Regions from separate parts of the Sus scrofa genome. Here region 1 is linked to region 2. Evidence: chromatin contacts called from public promoter capture Hi-C data. All regions are on one chromosome and are shown on one strand. Each heading gives the region's core, a stretch centred on a gene start, on an enhancer-like site or on the middle of the called end of the contact. The rest is flanking DNA. Distances are from core to core; before and after follow the strand shown.

Evidence for each region. Promoter capture Hi-C pulls out the DNA fragments that hold promoters and counts their contacts.
Region 1: a contact with region 2 is called in a promoter capture Hi-C map of liver, with 5 times the contacts expected there. The contact joins the promoter of GOLIM4 here to the promoter of PDCD10 in region 2. A contact is called at or near these places in 2 of 5 promoter capture datasets (fetal liver and liver) and 1 of 2 datasets of contacts at active chromatin or transcription factors (alveolar macrophages).

What each region holds. Positions count from the first base shown.
Region 1 is chr13:106,891,590-106,897,092 of Sscrofa11.1, reverse strand. It overlaps GOLIM4 (Golgi integral membrane protein 4), which reads left to right and starts at 1,884. Exons shown (of 16, transcript XM_005669985.3): 1 at 1,884-2,726. The coding sequence starts at 2,540.
Region 2 is chr13:106,556,576-106,561,881 of Sscrofa11.1, reverse strand. It overlaps PDCD10 (programmed cell death 10), which reads left to right and starts at 3,008. Exons shown (of 8, transcript NM_001139473.2): 1 at 3,008-3,071. SERPINI1 (neuroserpin) reads right to left here and starts at 2,556. Exons shown (of 9, transcript XM_001926040.7): 1 at 2,050-2,556.

The DNA of each region.
Region 1 (5,503 bases), core at 635-3,134, 340 kb before region 2:
ATAATTTTCCAACTCTATATACAATTTTTTTTCTTTTGTGGCTAGGATAATTATCTATTCATGTATACGCCAGGACTGTTGCTATAAAACTTAATTTCTTCCAGAGCAGTTTTGGCAGATTTTTTGGAGGAAGAATTTGTTTAGCAAAATATACACTGACAGCAGTAAGGAATTTTTAGTTATGAGGAATTCTGACAAGGTTGCAGGAATTATTCAGTCTCAAGAGTCACGCTGAAAGAGTAAAATTTAAACAGTGGTAGATTCAATAATCAAGGCTACACTGTATTTGCAAGACAGATTAGAACATTAAAACTTTCTTTTTCTCTATAAATTAGGTTATTTTAATGGACCAGATATAATTTCCTAATATAACTTTCTTTATTTTATAAGAGAAAGAGATGGAAAAATCAGGATTCTGGATTATAACCTTGTCGTACTCCTAGCTTTCTAGAAGGTCCTAGGGTTATCACAGTGCATTGATAAACTTTGCTTTTTATATTTACTAATATGTGAACCTAATACTTAATCTGGTTGTGATAAGTTAGATAGTATATTAGTAAATGAAAGCATTTAAAAAACAATGTGAGTTATCACTTATTAGAAAAAAGCACATGCCAGACACACTTAGTTTTCATGGTAGTATAAATGCCCCAGGCTAGCCAGGTTGTAAAATTCGGTTCATTTTATGGCTTTTAGTATCAGAGTCCATCTAAAAAATTCTGCACAAGGGGCTGCCTTTATGTTATTTTTGTGACTGAACAGAGCTAACCTCATTTTGAGTGCTTGCCATTAGTGATGACTAAAATCGGTTTAGAATATCTTTAAAATTATGCAGTATGCGATAAATTCCATGACACTATTGAGGATTTAAGAAATAATTTACTTTTCTAGAATTTAGGTCAGGAGCAGAAACAACATTATCATTTATGCATAACCTTGAATTTTTTCCCTTAAGTATACAGAAAAAATGCACTATGTATTTTCTTTGAAGAGGTTTGTAGTTTTTATGCTTATTTTACTTGTTTTTACATAGGAAACTTTCGCTGGCCTTTAAAATGTAATTTAGCAATATACCTGATGTATTTTTGCATCAAAAATAAATAAAATACATATAAACAACAAATACATATGACAAAATGAAGGCATGGCCATTTCAGCCTGTAAGACTTGTTTTTTAAATTACTCTATTTGCAGCCAAGGGAAAAATATGAGATCATTTCTTTCCCCTCTGCCAAAGGCAAGCTGATTTCCCCAACCCACGTGTACAGTTAAGCAGTGTGTCTAGAGTGCTAGCGCGTTCAAATCTCAGGACTCCTGTCCTGCCATCTGTGGGCACACACGCATCCACATTAGTACACTGAACCCGGCACGACTCAGTAGGTACAGGCATCTCCGACTCACTACCAAAACTGTGCTGACGATGTAGCTATCTCGTGTGCCTGCCCACTGAATATGGACAGAAAAGGGTGCTCGGCAGAGGGTGCACAGTTGTTTCCATCCATTCTCTCCCACTTCAGATACTGTACTCCTCTCCCCAAGTGCGTTCCGAGTGAGGAATCACAAATACACATGTTCCCGTGCGCACACACACGTGCGCACCATCTCTCCCAGCCGCAAGCCGGGACTCGTGTCCCGCGCAGCCGACTTCCCACGGCTGGCCCCGCCGCCTCCCCCCACCACCCGCACTCCACGTGGGCGCACTAAGGCGCCAAGCGACCTCGCGGCCCAAGGAGCCCCGTGCTCTACCCGGCGCCGGAGGGAAGGCGAGGTCCTGGGGTCGGACGGACAAAGCGGGCGTCCAATCGAGCCCGGCATTGCCTCCCCGAAGGGAGGGAACGGCGGCTCTGACGGGCCCAATGAACGGGGAGCCCGAGTGGGACTTCCTCCCGGAATCCCGTTGGCCAGAATTGCAGGGCCGTGGGTGACACGTAAGTTGGGTGGGAGGTGGCGGCGGCCGAGGCTCGGCAGCCCCATCAGTGACACCGGCCCGCCTTCCCCCAAACCCGGCTGGGGCAGCCTGCCCCCTCCCAGCTACTCACCCCTGCGCGCCGCGCGCCGAAACGCTCCTTTTGTTGTTGCCCCTCCTTTTGGTGGCAACAAAGTCGCGCAGTGGGAGCTGCTGCAAGCGGGCGGGGAGCGGCCGGGGCGGGACTCTGAGCTCTGCCCGGGGCAGCCGGGCCAAAAAGTGGGGAGGAGAGAAAAAGGCAGGCGGCGTCTGGGGACCGCGCGAGGACAGCCCGCTCAGAAGTATGCGGAGGGCCCCCTCCCGGGCCTCGGCACTCGCGGAAAGCCAGCCTCGCAAAAGTTTGGCAGCTACGGCTGCCGTGGCGGCGTCGATGGCTGCGCGCCCCGCGGCGCGAGGAGGCTGAGCGGGCGCCACTTCCCCTCCAGCCCCGCTTTTGTGTCTCGAGTCTCCTCCTCATGCTGCGTCCAGCCACCTCCTGCGGCGGCCGCTGCTGAGGCGCTCGCTCGGACGGGCAGAGGGGCGGAAGGGACAGCGGCGGCGGGGACGGCCGCGGCGCAGAGTCCCGGCGGGACTATGGGAAACGGGATGTGCTCCCGAAAGCAGAAGCGGATCTTCCAGACGCTGCTGTTGCTGACCGTGGTGTTTGGCTTTCTCTATGGCGCGATGCTCTACTATGAGCTGCAGACGCAGCTGCGGAAAGCCGAGGCGGTGGCGCTCAAGTACCAGCAGCACCAGGAGTCCCTTTCTGCCCAGTTACAAGGTACGGTTAACGGGACGCGCGCGGCCGGTGGCCAACTTTGCCCCGCGCCTCCCGCCCCGGCTGGAAAAGTGGCTTTGGTGAGCCGTTGGCACTGTGGGCGCCACCTCTGACCTTCAGGGACATCAGAAGCCAGGGCCGCAGGACCCCGGAGTGTCAGAGATGACAAATCGCCACCCTGCCTCTTCTTCAGGCAGTTACATTAGAAATTGGCAGCAACAACCCTGTCCCACAGGGCTTTGGATGGGCGGGTACACAATGAATGTTTTACCCCAGCACTTGTCAAAGGCCCAGCTGCAATCTGGGCATACAAACCAAGACCCCTGCCTAGTCTCCTGCCAGCCCATCCCAGAGGGACAGGGTTTCCTGGTTTCTAGGTATTTGCTTTCCAGTTGACTTTGTTAGTAACCTAAGAAATGGGGAGTTTGGCAGCACAGTTTGAAAAACACTGTGCTGTTTTTTCAAGGGAAATTAAGCCATGATCCGGGGTCCAAACTAATGGCCCAGTCGAATGGAGCCTAGACCTGCTGGTTTCTCATTTCTTTTAACTCAGTAGTGTGACTTTAGAGATGTTGGATGTGTTGAAAAAGTTCACTATCTTGCATTTATGTTTTTGGAAAAAGAAAAAAAAGGTTTATTTGTCTTCCTGAATAACTTATTTTGTCCTAGAGAGGTAAGTAGGGGTGTGTGTGTGTGTTTTACAGTTAGCCTTGAGAAGCCCAAGAGGAGGAACATGGTGTTTCACTTTGCCAGACATACAGCAAACACAGTGTGACAAGATCTGCAGAAAGACTTAAAGCTCCTATCCCTCTATTTTAGAATCCCATTTAATGTAAATTTCAGGAACATAAATGATGCATGACGGCAAAGTAAGCACTATATGTGCTTCCTAAGAGCAGAATCATCTTGTACATATTTTTGAAAGCTTTTTCTTGTACTTGTGGTTAGTTTTCAACACTTAATGCAGCCCTCTCCCCAATCAAAAAAAGTAATAATAAAGAGCTGTGAGTAGTGAAATGTTGACAGTATTTGCTGATAATGCAAATACAGCTTATGTCATATTACTAGGAAGATACAAGCTGGATGGATGTTTCTGTCAGTGTATACTTTTACAAATATAAAGCAGATGCCTTTTTGTCACTTTAGCTACTTCGAATGTTTTCTAGTAAAAAAAAAAATATGAGAGAAAATGACACACAGCTGATTCTTGGTCTTATTTGCTCTTCCCATCTTAGAAGGGAAGTATTTTTAGCTTACTAAAGCTGTGTAGCTACAGGCAGTGAAAATATGTGAACTGGTCTTGGCTTGAAAGGAAAACCTGTTTCGATTCAGGCTTAGGATAAAATTTTTTTTCCTTAAAATTTTTGAAATTTACCCATAAGTTAAAATTTTTCTTTTAAATTTGTTGGCATTTGCTCACGAGTTACTGTTGGTATGCAAAGTATGGCTTTTTATTTACTTGTTAATTAGAAGACACCAGTGGGTTCCCTGTGAAGTTCGGAGCTATTAGACCAAGGAGAAAACTTGCTGTGCAATAACAGTACAATGGCAGGACAGGATTTTCTCACATGTGGCGGGAAGGGTGTATATAGTGGATCACACCAGGTTGGTGCCTTGTTCTCTTAGTTTAGGAGATTCAGAGCAGTGCTGTTACATCTACCAGTATGCTACCCTCCGCACTGCATAGTGCCTGACACATAGGAGGGGGGGGTGAATGTATATATTTATTCAGTCAACAAACAAAATTGAACTGCGGTGAGAAAATTAATCTCAAGCACTTTTGTCTGCTTTCTCAGACTTCACTTCCCTGTCTCTGGTTGTTGAAAAAAACAAAGTAATAACAGTGACATAGTTTGCCCAGGTAGCACATTGCCTCAGCTCCCAGTGCTAGAACTCATTGACTGTGGTCATGATTTCTGAGTCATGGCCTTTTATTAACAATTTTCCATTTAGAAAGTCAATCTCAGCATCTTTCTCCTTTTATTTGCCTTCGTCTGGTGGTGGTAGTGGGGGAGAGGAGTGGTAAGTGGTAATACAAAACCATTAAAATATGCCACATTTACTTTGCAGCAGGAGACGGAAAAGTGTTGCAGCTAGTTTGAGTGGCCGTACAGTCCATTTCTTAATTTACTCTTTTGCCATTTCCTCTTGAATTGTGGTGCTGCAACAATTACACTCTGATTATGGGTGAGGAATTATTTCTCAAGCAAGTTAGAGTTTCTTCTTTCTTTACAACTCTTTTTTTCACAATTGACTTCTATTCTGTAGCATTTATTTTGGATTTCACATCTGCAGGTCATTTAATGAAGATTTTCTGACGGTATGCAGCTTTTGCTTCCCTTTCCCAATGACAAATGACATTTTACTCGGTAGCACTATGTGCCACCTGCATAAATTTGTTTTTAGGACATCAGACTCTCCATTCTTAAGACTTGTTTAGTTACCTTATATCTCTTGACCCGGCTTGGATTAAAATCAGAGTTAATTATGAGTGGCCTTCTTTTAAAAAAACGCCTCTTGAAAAACTTTAGTTTGGCTGTGTAATCTGCAAGTATACGTTTGTTAAATGAGCATATTTAGGTCATCTTCAGTTTAATAACGGGTTGTATACCAGGCATTATTCTGAAAGTAGGTTATGTCCAATTCCAAGTGTATTTTAGAAGAGAACAGTTCCACAAATAGGAGATGGTGGGGATGATATGGGGAAAGTTTAAGACCAGCAACCCTCTCCACTAAAAACAAATCTCCACCAGCCTACCTATCTTCCACCCACAGTGTAC
Region 2 (5,306 bases), core at 1,759-4,258:
TCTTGGAAACAGGTGAAAAATCCAGTACTTTAACGTCATAGACTCATTAATTTAGTGAGATTCTACTGTTTTTGATACTTCAAAGCAAAAGACCTTAAATAGTTGGGATCCAAAGTACATCTGAATTTTGATATATATTTTCCATCTTATGTACTTGATTATTAACTGATTCTCAACCAAGTCCTTTCAAAAAAATCTTTTGATACAGGCTCTGAAAGAATTTCATTGCCAGTATTACTCTTTATTATTATTATTATTACATGGGGAAATAACCCAGTGACAGCAATTATTCAATTTCATAAAATGAATCAATAGCAGAGCCTGAGAGAGAATCTAAGACTCTGATTCAGAATAATCTACATAATCAGAAATAACAGCAAACACAATCTTTTCCAAGCCTAACTACCCCCTAATACCCATTTTCCTCCCTAAAATCACTTTCAAGGGGTCATATCAGCTACACGGATTAAGAAACTCTCTTGTGATGTAGCAAATCCTTACCATGGCTGCTAAGTTTTGTGGCTACTGTTGCTTTTCCTTTTCTTAAACTCTTTCCTGCTTCTAATACTTACCGGATCTACTTGAGTGCAATCTAAAAGCAGCTGTTTTTCTAAGATTTGTCCCTTTATATATTTCTCTGGTGTGTGAGAGCATGGGAGGTGATGTTGGAGCATACAGATTCACAAGTCAGGCTATATCAGTAGTAGCACTCAATAGGATTGAACTTTAAGCTATGAAGAGAATTCTTTCTAGCTATTTCTTTTCAAAGAGGAATTCTGTATGCATTACAGAAATAAAATCCAAAAGTCATGAGCAAATCAGTAAACATGAAAACAAAAAAAGACAGTAATTTTATTGACCCTAGTTCAAAGAAACCCAGATTAACATGTTCAGGCAGACTCTGAAATATACAACTGTCACAATGAAAGCATTTCAGAGCAAAATGTGCTGCAATATGCTACTATGATTAAAAGCCATGTAATCGGGGGAACCTCTGTAACAAAAAGAAAAAGAAAATGAACTAGGCAAATAGCTTTTCAGACTTTTCTAAAAAGATAGGCTGTAATTTTGTCATAGTTACACAAGGGTAGATGGGACTTTCATCTTTACCTAATATTAAAACATATTTTCATCTACGTATTTAATTATATTCAAAGAAATCACACATGGTTTAATACTGAGAATAAACTATTATTCTGATACTATTACATGTGTTTTAAGTCTGAACCCATAGTAACACACACTAAAGGAAATCATTTAGCACATACTCTCTAAATAGAAAAGATCCTTGCAGCTTTTCTTGTACTTTTGGCTTTTTTTTTTTTTTTATGTACAAATATCACCAGACACAAATGAGAGAATAAGGAGCAGCAATGAAGTACATACACCATATGTTCCCACTGTAGGCTGAGTCCCGGTCTTTGTTCCGATATTCTAGAGCCACTAGATGGAAAGCTAAGTACCCCTTTATTAAAACACATTTTTACATTATCGCTGGCAAAAGTTATACTTCTGCTAGGTTCCGTCGTCTTGATTATTCCTGACGATATTTGCTTCTTTAACAGAGATCTCTTTCAATTCTAGGAACCTGCAGTATAACCGCCCTGGAAAACAGGTCGGTAGCAGGACAATCTGATAAAACAATGTAAGGGGTAGATAGTGAAGAAGAATGCAAAGTTATTTTCCTAGTGAAAGAGTTCTGAAGTAATTTTATATCAATGACATTTTTTTTTAACCGGCTACGCACCTATCTAAATATCACCCTGTCCTAAATTAGTAGGGTTTCCTCAATCTTAAAATCTTCCAGAACAGTTTTAACGGTACAACTGAAACCAAAAACACTAACCACGCCCTTTATACCCAGAGTCAAACCACCTTTTGCTTTTTATCCTCTCTCCAAGTCCAAACATGTACATCTTTCACCTAAAAGGGTTTGCACCAGTTTCCTAACCCGAGTGAGAGACTCTTAGCTGTGCCTTGATATTATTCCTATTGGGAGACGCTTTCTCCCAGGCAGAGCAGACGCCCAGAAGTGGCACCCACGCTTACCTCCCACACACCTGCAACCCCTGGCGGGATGCTGGAGCTAAGGCTCCGAGGACTGCGCTCCGCTCCTGTTCCTGCTCTCCTCTCTCCCGGGAAACTACAGTCCAGGCTGCGCCTTCGGCTGCTACAGGGACCCAAGCTCCGCCTCTCCCTCCTCTAGTTGGCGAATTCAGCAGCTGTTGCTCCTCCCCCGGCTGTTCCGCCTGCTGCCCGGTTGGAGGCGGCGGGAAGCTGCTGCCCTGGTACCTTCGCGCTCCTAGCACTTCTGCAGCTGTCCTATCGCTTTCCTTCCCCGGGGACCCTTCTCCCTTCACTCAGTGGCTTGACACCTGGCACAGGGCTTCCCGCCCCGTCCCGACACCTACGCGAGGAGCCCGGGCTCGACCTATCCCTGACTGACCAGCAGGTCTGGCCGCCCGGTGTGCCTGGTTCTTGGCCGCTTTGGGGGAAACTGCTCCTCTAGCTAGGGCGCATCCTCACACCGCGTCCTCGCTCCACCAGGGCGATTTCTCCCCCCCCCCCCCCGGCTTCCTCTCAGGTTCCACAGCTCAGGCGCCCCATATTCCCCATTCGGAGCTCTTCCCCCGCCCCCATTCCTTCCTGGGCTCCGCTAGCCCGCCCCCACAATGGGTGAGTTGACTGCGGGGCCGACCCTGCATCCTGATTGGCGCAGGTGAGACCTGACCCCTCCCTTCCTCTTCTTTCATTTCACCCTCTCTCTTCTTCTCACCTCCTCCAGCAAAGGCAGGGAACTCTATTACTATTGGTTGAAACTGTCTCCACCCATCACCTTAGGCTCTACCGCAGGGCCTGACGGGAGTTGTAGTCTCTTATGTGCAGGAACTGCCGACGAAGCCCGCGAGTGGGACTACGAGTCCCCACAAACCCCTGCGCGACTCCGGCTGGGCAGGATTCCGGACAACGCCTGGTTCCTCTCGGGTCCTTCCGGCGTCGCCGGAGTGAATTGATCCGGGAGTTGAAGAGGGCTCCAAAGGTGGGAAGTGAAGTCAGTCCCTCAGTTGCCGGTAAGGTGAGGCTGTTCTGTCCCAGTCCCCATAGCGCCGCGCGGAGCAGAAGAGGTCTAGGGTCACACGGGAGCCGTGGCTGAGGCCCTTGGGCTTGGTTCTGGCAGGCGGAGCGGACGGGGCTGGGAACCGGGCCCTATGGGCGTAAGCGAGGTTACCCTACGCGAGTGGCGTAAAGCGGGTTTGTAAATGCCGCCTGCCCTGCTCGGGCCCGAGCGCCTCCAGGAAGTCTTCTCTAGGTGGGGGCGGGAGGGGAAGGGCGAAGTTGGCCTCTGGTGCCCCCGGAGAAGGGAGAAGGCGGATGTGCCTGGGGTGGGGTCCTCTGAAGATGTGGCTTGGGGTGAGGAGGTAAGGGTTTTCCCCCTGCTTTAGAAGTAGGATAGAGAAAAGAGCAGAGAAAGGAAGGGGCGATTGGAGTCTGCTTTTGAGGTGACTCGGGTTGTGTCCTTCGAGGGAAGAGGAGAACTGTAGAAGGAAGAGTCAGATGTTGACAGAGATCTACTGATTCAGTTCCAGTTTCATGATGTCCCTCTAAGGAGGTAATTTTGCCCCATGTAGTAAAGATTAACACTATTACACCTTTACTGTTTTCAAAGGCCATTCACAGTGCTAATGAGGAAACTGAGGGGATAAATGACGTGCCCAAGGACGCACAAGTAGGGACTGATCTTCTGAATCTAATCCAGTTGTAATCCAGCTTCTGAATCAGAGCCACCGCACCAGACTGAAAGTGTAGGAAGGTTTTGTTTTTTGAAGAGGGTGGAGGAAGTTGCAAAGTAATGCATTTTAGGTATGTCTAAGAACCTCTCTGTGAGGTGAAGAAGGTGTTTTTTTGTTTTTGTTTTTGTTTTTTTGAGCTGGGAAGAAATTTCTCAATAAAAAAAAGCATGCACTCTGACCTTTAGGAAAAATAAGGAGAATCAGTTTCAATTTACCTAGTTTGCTTGTTTTTTGTGGTTTTTTTTAGGGGTTTATTAAGTGACTCTGCTACCATTTTAAAGGATAGATAAATGGGATGGGGAAAGTCAGATAACAGTATGTCTCATCCTTACAGGTGAAAGACACCCCTTTCCCTTCCTACCATAGGACCGTTTTTACTGTTTTCGCTGTCAACTGAGAGCAATGGGATTGGAATTCTTTCATGAAACTTATTTTACATTTTTACAGCACTGAGAAAGATTTTAGTGAGCTTATTACTAGGAAAGAAGATACATTGCTTTTTTGGAGGTAACATCACATTTTGTTGTGTTGATTTTGATTTCCCCCTCATTTTCTTGACTAGTGTGTGTTTGTGTGTGTTTATAATAACACCAGGCTCTTGTGTATTTTAATTTTCTTAGCATCATCTATAACTTTTAACTCATTCTTATTTTACGTTGGAGAATGGAAAAATAGGACATTTGTGTTTTATTTTGAACAGAAAGCAGTGTGCTTGTTCCAGTCTATCCTTTATAACTGTTAGGACCAGTTACAGTTATAGTTCCTAAATATTAATATTATACAGTTCTTTAATAGAATTTCAGGATTATGTTCATTGGCATCATGATTTCTTCATGATAAGTTTCTGTCTAAGAATCAGGTATCTACTGATGGCAGATAATCAATCATGGTTTACTGTTGTATAACTGATGATTGAAATATGTTGTATTTTAAATATACTCTGCATTTATTTAACTTGTACACAATGTGTTTAACTTTTGAATCCAAAGACACTTTCTAGGATCAGAAGTACTAATACATTCCCCTAGGATTGAAGTGAAGATGGTCTGGAAATTAATATGACTTAAAATTAGAAGAGAGGTGTGATACTATAGAATGAAGTAAAATCAGGAATAATTAGCACCACGAGTAAGTAATGCAGTACACAAGGAAGGAAGACCAACTAAACAAATGGAAAATTATGTGGGGATAACTGGCTCAGTGCTGTGTTAGAAGGGTGCGGTAGTTTAAGTAGACCATAAACTGAATATGAGTCAGTGATAGTAAAACAAGAATGTTAATCTATTCTCTATATGGCAGTGTAGGCATTTGTTTTTTGTTGGAGGAAGTGAGAAATGAGTTCTTCTGACTTTTGGCATAGAGCTGGGAGCTTGTGGAATGAGCTTTTGAACCAAAAGTCAGGAAAATTTGGAAATCAGTAATATAGGGCAGTTTGTCTAGTATGTGTTAGTTTTTGTCCTTGGTTAATTCTACCACTAACTTCTCTTCATCTCTGAGGTCCCGTGTGTAGTTTTG